2 separate regions of the Mus musculus genome follow, and region 1 is linked to region 2. A link is a contact called in public HiChIP or PLAC-seq data. All regions are on one chromosome and are shown on one strand. The core of a region is the stretch at or near the end of the contact, and the rest is flanking DNA. Distances in the headings are between cores, read along the strand shown. Region 1 overlaps Mysm1 (myb-like, SWIRM and MPN domains 1). Region 2 overlaps Ift74 (intraflagellar transport 74).

What was found. HiChIP or PLAC-seq counts read pairs in DNA pulled down with a chosen protein or histone mark.
Region 1: a contact with region 2 is called in an H3K27ac HiChIP or PLAC-seq map of embryonic stem cells, with 4 times the contacts expected there. The contact joins two enhancer-like sites. A contact is called at or near these places in 19 of 39 promoter capture datasets (the 3T3-L1 cell line, 3T3-L1-derived adipocytes, the C10 cell line and 10 more), 25 of 484 Hi-C or Micro-C datasets (the AtT-20 cell line, the C2C12 cell line, LSK cells and 17 more), 5 of 115 datasets of contacts at active chromatin or transcription factors (all in embryonic stem cells) and 3 of 9 other capture datasets (adipose tissue, liver and pancreatic islet).

The regions. Positions count from the first base shown.
Region 1 is chr4:94,940,017-94,942,716 of GRCm38.p6, reverse strand. Mysm1 (myb-like, SWIRM and MPN domains 1) reads left to right here. Exons shown (of 20, transcript NM_177239.3): 20 at 1-676. Among named protein-coding and RNA genes, the nearest start is that of Eqtn, 13 kb to the right of the region's middle. Within about 2 kb of position 1,301, at least 12 of the 459 cell types and tissues checked have an H3K27ac peak or open chromatin away from gene starts, as enhancers often do. A contact at or near this core is called in embryonic stem cells, where this site is marked.
Region 2 is chr4:94,672,382-94,675,081 of GRCm38.p6, reverse strand. All of the region lies in intron 13 of Ift74 (intraflagellar transport 74), which reads right to left. Among named protein-coding and RNA genes, the nearest start is that of Mir872, 8.6 kb to the right of the region's middle. Within about 2 kb of position 1,316, at least 2 of the 459 cell types and tissues checked have an H3K27ac peak or open chromatin away from gene starts, as enhancers often do. A contact at or near this core is called in embryonic stem cells, where this site is marked.

The DNA.
Region 1 (2,700 bases), core at 52-2,551, 270 kb before region 2:
AAAAAAAACAAGACAAAACAAAGCTGGGCATGGTGGCGCACGCCTTTAATCCCAGCACTCGGGAGGCCGAGGCAGAGGCAGAGGCAGGCGAATTTCTGAGTTCGAGGCCAGCCTGGTCTACAAAGTGAGTTCCAGGACATCCAGGGCTACACAGAGAAACCCTGTCTTGAAAAGAAAAAAAAAAAAAAAAGATCATCTGCTTCAGCATATGAGTACTAAAGTTGTAATTAGATTTTAGCATGATTTATGTAGAGGAGTCTTTTATAAACGCCTTTAAATGTGTAGATTGGAGTTGATTTATACAGTTGTGTTGTATATAAGATATTGCATGACAGTTTATGAACTTGTTGCTGTTTTCTCACAATATTAACAGTTTTGTAAATTTTTTCACTATGCATTTACAGTGTTCTATAACAATATATGACTTAAAACTATTTTATACATTTAAATGTTATGTTGTATATATCTACATTAAAGAATATTGTAAATATCAATGTTTGTAAAATTATAAGTTTTCCAAAAATATAAACTCATTTTTCCATATCTACTTGTGGCATATTAAAAATACCAGTTTTTAAGCTTTGACGTATTATCTTGTAGTGAAAGAGGAGGATCATGCTGTCAATTCAATGTAAGCAAATGTTAAAAATAAAACAGGTAGTTTTTGATGTCTTTGTAAATTATTAGCAATGTTATTGAATTACAGAAGAAAGGCACTTAGTTACCGTGCTATTGCTGTAACAAAACATCATGACCAAGGCAACTTACAAAAGAGAGCATTTAATTTGGGGTTCACACTTGGATCCAGAGAGCCCATATCAGGGAGTCTGGCAGCAGGCAGTTAAGCATGGCATTGGAGCAGTAGCTGGGAGCTTTGACACCCTATTCCCAAGCAGAAAGCAGAGAAAGAGGAAAGCTTTGGAAACTGTAAGGCCTACTCTTCTGTGTCACCTCCTCCCACAAGGTTCTGCCTGCTAATCATTCCCAAACTGGTCCGCCAGTGGAGGGAGACCAAGGGTTCAAATGCATGACCCGTGGGGCCGTCCGGGAACATTCCTATCCCACAGCCACATTAACTCAGCCAGGCTTCGCTGACCATCTCTTAGACTGCTCACCGTCAGCTTTATTGTAGAAAGGCAGAGAGGAAAAGAGAAGGTAGAAAGAAAGAGGCCGGCCATGGCCATGTGGAGGTGGGGGGAAGGCAGAGAGAGAAGGAGGGCTAGAGGTGAGAGTAAGAAAGGTGGGAGCTTAAGAGAGAGAGAGGAGGGGCCAAGCCGCCCCTTTTATAGTGGGCTGGGCTATCTTGCAGTTGTATGGTAGCTGTGGGGAGGAGCATACGCAGCTGCTAGAGTCAGGTAACTGGGGGTGGAGTCTAGCCAGAATGCCAGAAGCTCGGGCCTTTATCTGCATGACTGATAGTCACAGAATTATGGAGTTGGGGGTCTGTGGTATCAGACACCTTTCCCTGGGAACGTGGCTCACTGTTCTGTCCCTTGTAGAGTTTTCTACTGGGTCACCAGAGCAGGCCGAATTCAACCAAAATAGGCTGCCTTTCACGGCCCCACATAGAAAATATTCTAAAATTTTAAAATTTTCTAGTAAGTACAAAGTGAAACTCTCACCTCAAAAAAAAAAAAAAAAATCAGTGTAAAGTATAAATATTGGTTTAACTGATTTTGAATGTTCCATTTTTTTCCTAGTATGTAAGAAATACATTGTATATAAAGTAAGGTAATATCTTTATATTATCCTCATTAAAAACACCCACTTAGGGATGTAGCTCAGCATTACCTTGCTAGATGTGTGGGATCTGTCCATTTGTTAAGTATGTGTATGGCATCCCATGCTATAGTCTGTCCTAGTGGAAAGTCACATTGTTCCTGTGTCTCTACTACAGGGGTTTGGTTTGGTTTGGCTTTTCTGTTGTTTTATCTCCTATCAGTACTTGCAGGAGAGATTCTTAGTGATTGCTAAGCCAACAGTTTTATCCCTTTTAAATTTTTTAGTGTCTTGGAGAAGTTTTTATTTTTATAGTAATTTAAAGTCAAGTACCCAAGTAAAAACGATGATTTATTTACAAGGTAACAAAATCCTGAGAGTGTTAATTCCATAAAGCATGTATTTCAATGGAAGTTCATTCCTCCATGTAACTGTTAGGGATTCTTACGGTTAAGCATTTGGTTTAACTTTCCGATTGCAGCCATGGTGTGAGAGGCCAGCATTGTCTCAGGGTCCTGTTTGTGCTTGCATGGTTTTCTGCATCACTGAACCTCGAGTTTATCTTCTGACAGAATGCTGGTTTAAACACAGGCTTACACCACATACATATTCATTCGGAATCTTGCATTTTCAGAAAGATATACTAAAATAGAATGCTTGCTTTTGTCTTCCATATTTTTCCTCTTATCCTACTAGACATATTAGGGCATAAAGGATTTAATGGGTGTAGTGGCTATAAACGCTGAAATCAAAGGCACCTTTGTGCCAAGTTCACTGGGAAGTACTCTTGGGGGTACTTGTGAGGGACTGCACATTGGAAATATGAAATGCTCTATAAATCTCAGACATTTTGAACCTCACTGTCATGTCACAGACCTTGTGGTCAGCCATACTCAGAACACAGGCACACTAAAATACCTCACACGATTGGCTTTAGGCTATTTACATATAGACAAAGATGAAGCATTAATGAATTTCATA
Region 2 (2,700 bases), core at 67-2,566:
TCTATGCCTGAGAGAGCTTTTCTGTGTTCGCTTCTCCATATCCTTCGCTCCCCCCCCCTTGCCTCCCTCACCCTCATGTCTAGGACAGCCAGACTGGTTCTCCTGACTGCTTGTTTATGCTGCGGATTGCCTGAAATCAGCACACAAGCATACGCTGCCAGCTGCAACCCGAACTAGGGACACACATGACCACGCGGGTCTTTCTACACCCAGCCCCTTCGTATGCATAAAGAATCATGGAGATGAAGGTACAAAGGGCTCCAGACAAGGTAGTTTATTGACATAAAAACCTTTTGATACTTAAAGATGGGAAACAATACATATCTTTTCGACTTTACGTGATGATATTTTGAGTGGTTTGACAGGGATGGATTTAAAGGAAATAGACACCTTATCATTTATTGGTATTGCAATTTTTTTTTTCAAGACAGGGTTTCTCTGTATAGCCCTGGCTATCCTGGAACTCACTTTGTAGACCTTGAACTCAGAAATCTGCCTGCCTGTGCCTCCCTTTTTCTTCTCAGATGACTCTAGTTTGTGTCAAGTTGACTAAAAAATAACTAGCATGGTCTCCTAGCAAGGAAAGAATACCACTTTTGGCAGGAGACTCTCTAATTCTGTGGAGCTCATAGCTGTGGAAGATGGTAGTGTAGCGGTAGATCTGCCTAATCTAGGTGCACAGCATGTATTCATATTAATTGTGTCGTGTTTTCATTGCCAGGGCATATTTGGGAGGAGATTTATCGCAACATAGAGAGCCAAGGCAATTCCTATTTCAATTTCAGTTAGTGTGGATAGCTTGCTAAATTCCCTATTTTGAATTTAGACCCCCCCTCCCCCACCACACACCTACTTCTCTCATGCCAATGTAGCAGTAAGCAATAAATTCCTATTTCAAATACTTTTAAATTGCTATGTTGAGTACATAAAAATTAATGACTAACTTTTTACTTTTGGCTTCGTCCAACTAGCAAAATAGTTGAATTATAGTAGACATGTCCCTTTTCAGCAGGGAAACAACAGTACTTATAAGTACAAGGTGTACTTTAAAATATAGAGTGAGAAGCCTCTGAGTGACTAAGGCGGGGGGGGGGGGTACTGTGCATATACTAATTACTTATCTCAGTGCTGCCATAGAGATAGAATATATATATCTCAGTAGTGAGATACAATTTCTACATACTGCTTGAAGGCATACAAGAAGGGTACAGTCCATTCTGAAAGAAAGTCGTAACAACTGGTCTACAGTTTACAAGCAAACAAAGATGAATGCTGGTGTGTGGCTTTTTTTCTCCTTTATATTTACTGTAAGACCCCACCCTATAGAATGGTCCTATTCTTAGTTAATTCGAGTCTTCCCACCTCAACTTAATCCCTCATAGACACACCCCGAAAGCTTTTTGGATAGTTTTAGATATAGTCAACAGTCAATAGTGCCAGGCCAGAATGAGCTTGGTAAGAGTGCTTCAAAATACTAAAATCTCTAAATTGGTAAGAATTAAATTATTGCTCAAAAGGCCTCACTACCTATAAGAAAAAAAAAAAAAACTCTGTAGAAGTTTGTTTGAACAGAGTATTTATTTTAGATTCCATCTTAGTAGTGCGTGGCATGTACCAAATACAACATAAAGCCCTCAATGATTTTCCAAAGCAGTGGTTATCAAATATTAGTATGACTTTTTGCTAATATACAAAACACTGAGCACTATTCTCACAGTTTCAAACTGAAGTCTCAGGTAGTACCTCAGAATATGCATTTCAAGCTAGTTTCAGGTGTGTTAAGATATCACAACTCTAAGTTTTTTAAAAACAATCTTGCTAGGTCAATAACCACATTAAACAATGAACTGCTCTTTCTTGGATATATACACTGAGAATCCATAGAACAATGAGCTGCTCTTCCTTGGATATATACACTGAGAATCCATAGGCTAGGAATTCGAAGTGCCATTTCAACAAACACTTATAGGAAAATGTTTTCTATGAACTGTATCTTGGGTATTCCGAGCTTTTGGACTAATATCCACTTCTCAGTAAGTGCCTATCATGTGTGTTCTTTTGTGACTGGGTTACCTTACTCAGAATGATATTTTCTATTTCCATCCATTTGCCTAAGAATTTCATGAATGCACTGTTTTTAATAGCTGAGTAGTATTCCATTGTGTAAATGTACTACATTTTCTGTATCCATTCCTCTGTTGAAGGGCATCTGGGTTCTTTCCAGCTTCTGGCTATTATAAATAAGGCTGCTATAAATACAGTGGAGCATGTGTCCTTGTTATATTTTGGAGCATCTTTTGGGTATATGCCCAGAAGTGGTATAGCTGGTTCCTCAGGTAGTACTATGTCGAATTTTCTGAGGAACTGCCAGACTGATTTCCAGAGTGGTTGTACCAGCTTGCAATCCCACCAGCAATAGAGGAGTGTTCCTCTTTCTCTATATTCTTGCCAACATCTGCTGTCACCTGAGTGTTTGACCTTAGCCATTCTGACTGGTGTGAACTGGAATCTCATGGTCGTTTTGACTTGCATTTCCCTGATGACTAAGGATGTTACATTTCTCATGTAACATTTCTCTAGGTGCTTCTTGGCCATTCAAGATTCCTCAGTTGAGAATTCTGTTTAGCTCTGTACCCCAATTTTAATAGGGTTATTTTCACAGACCACATGAAGCTCAAGAAGAAGGAAGACCAAAATGTG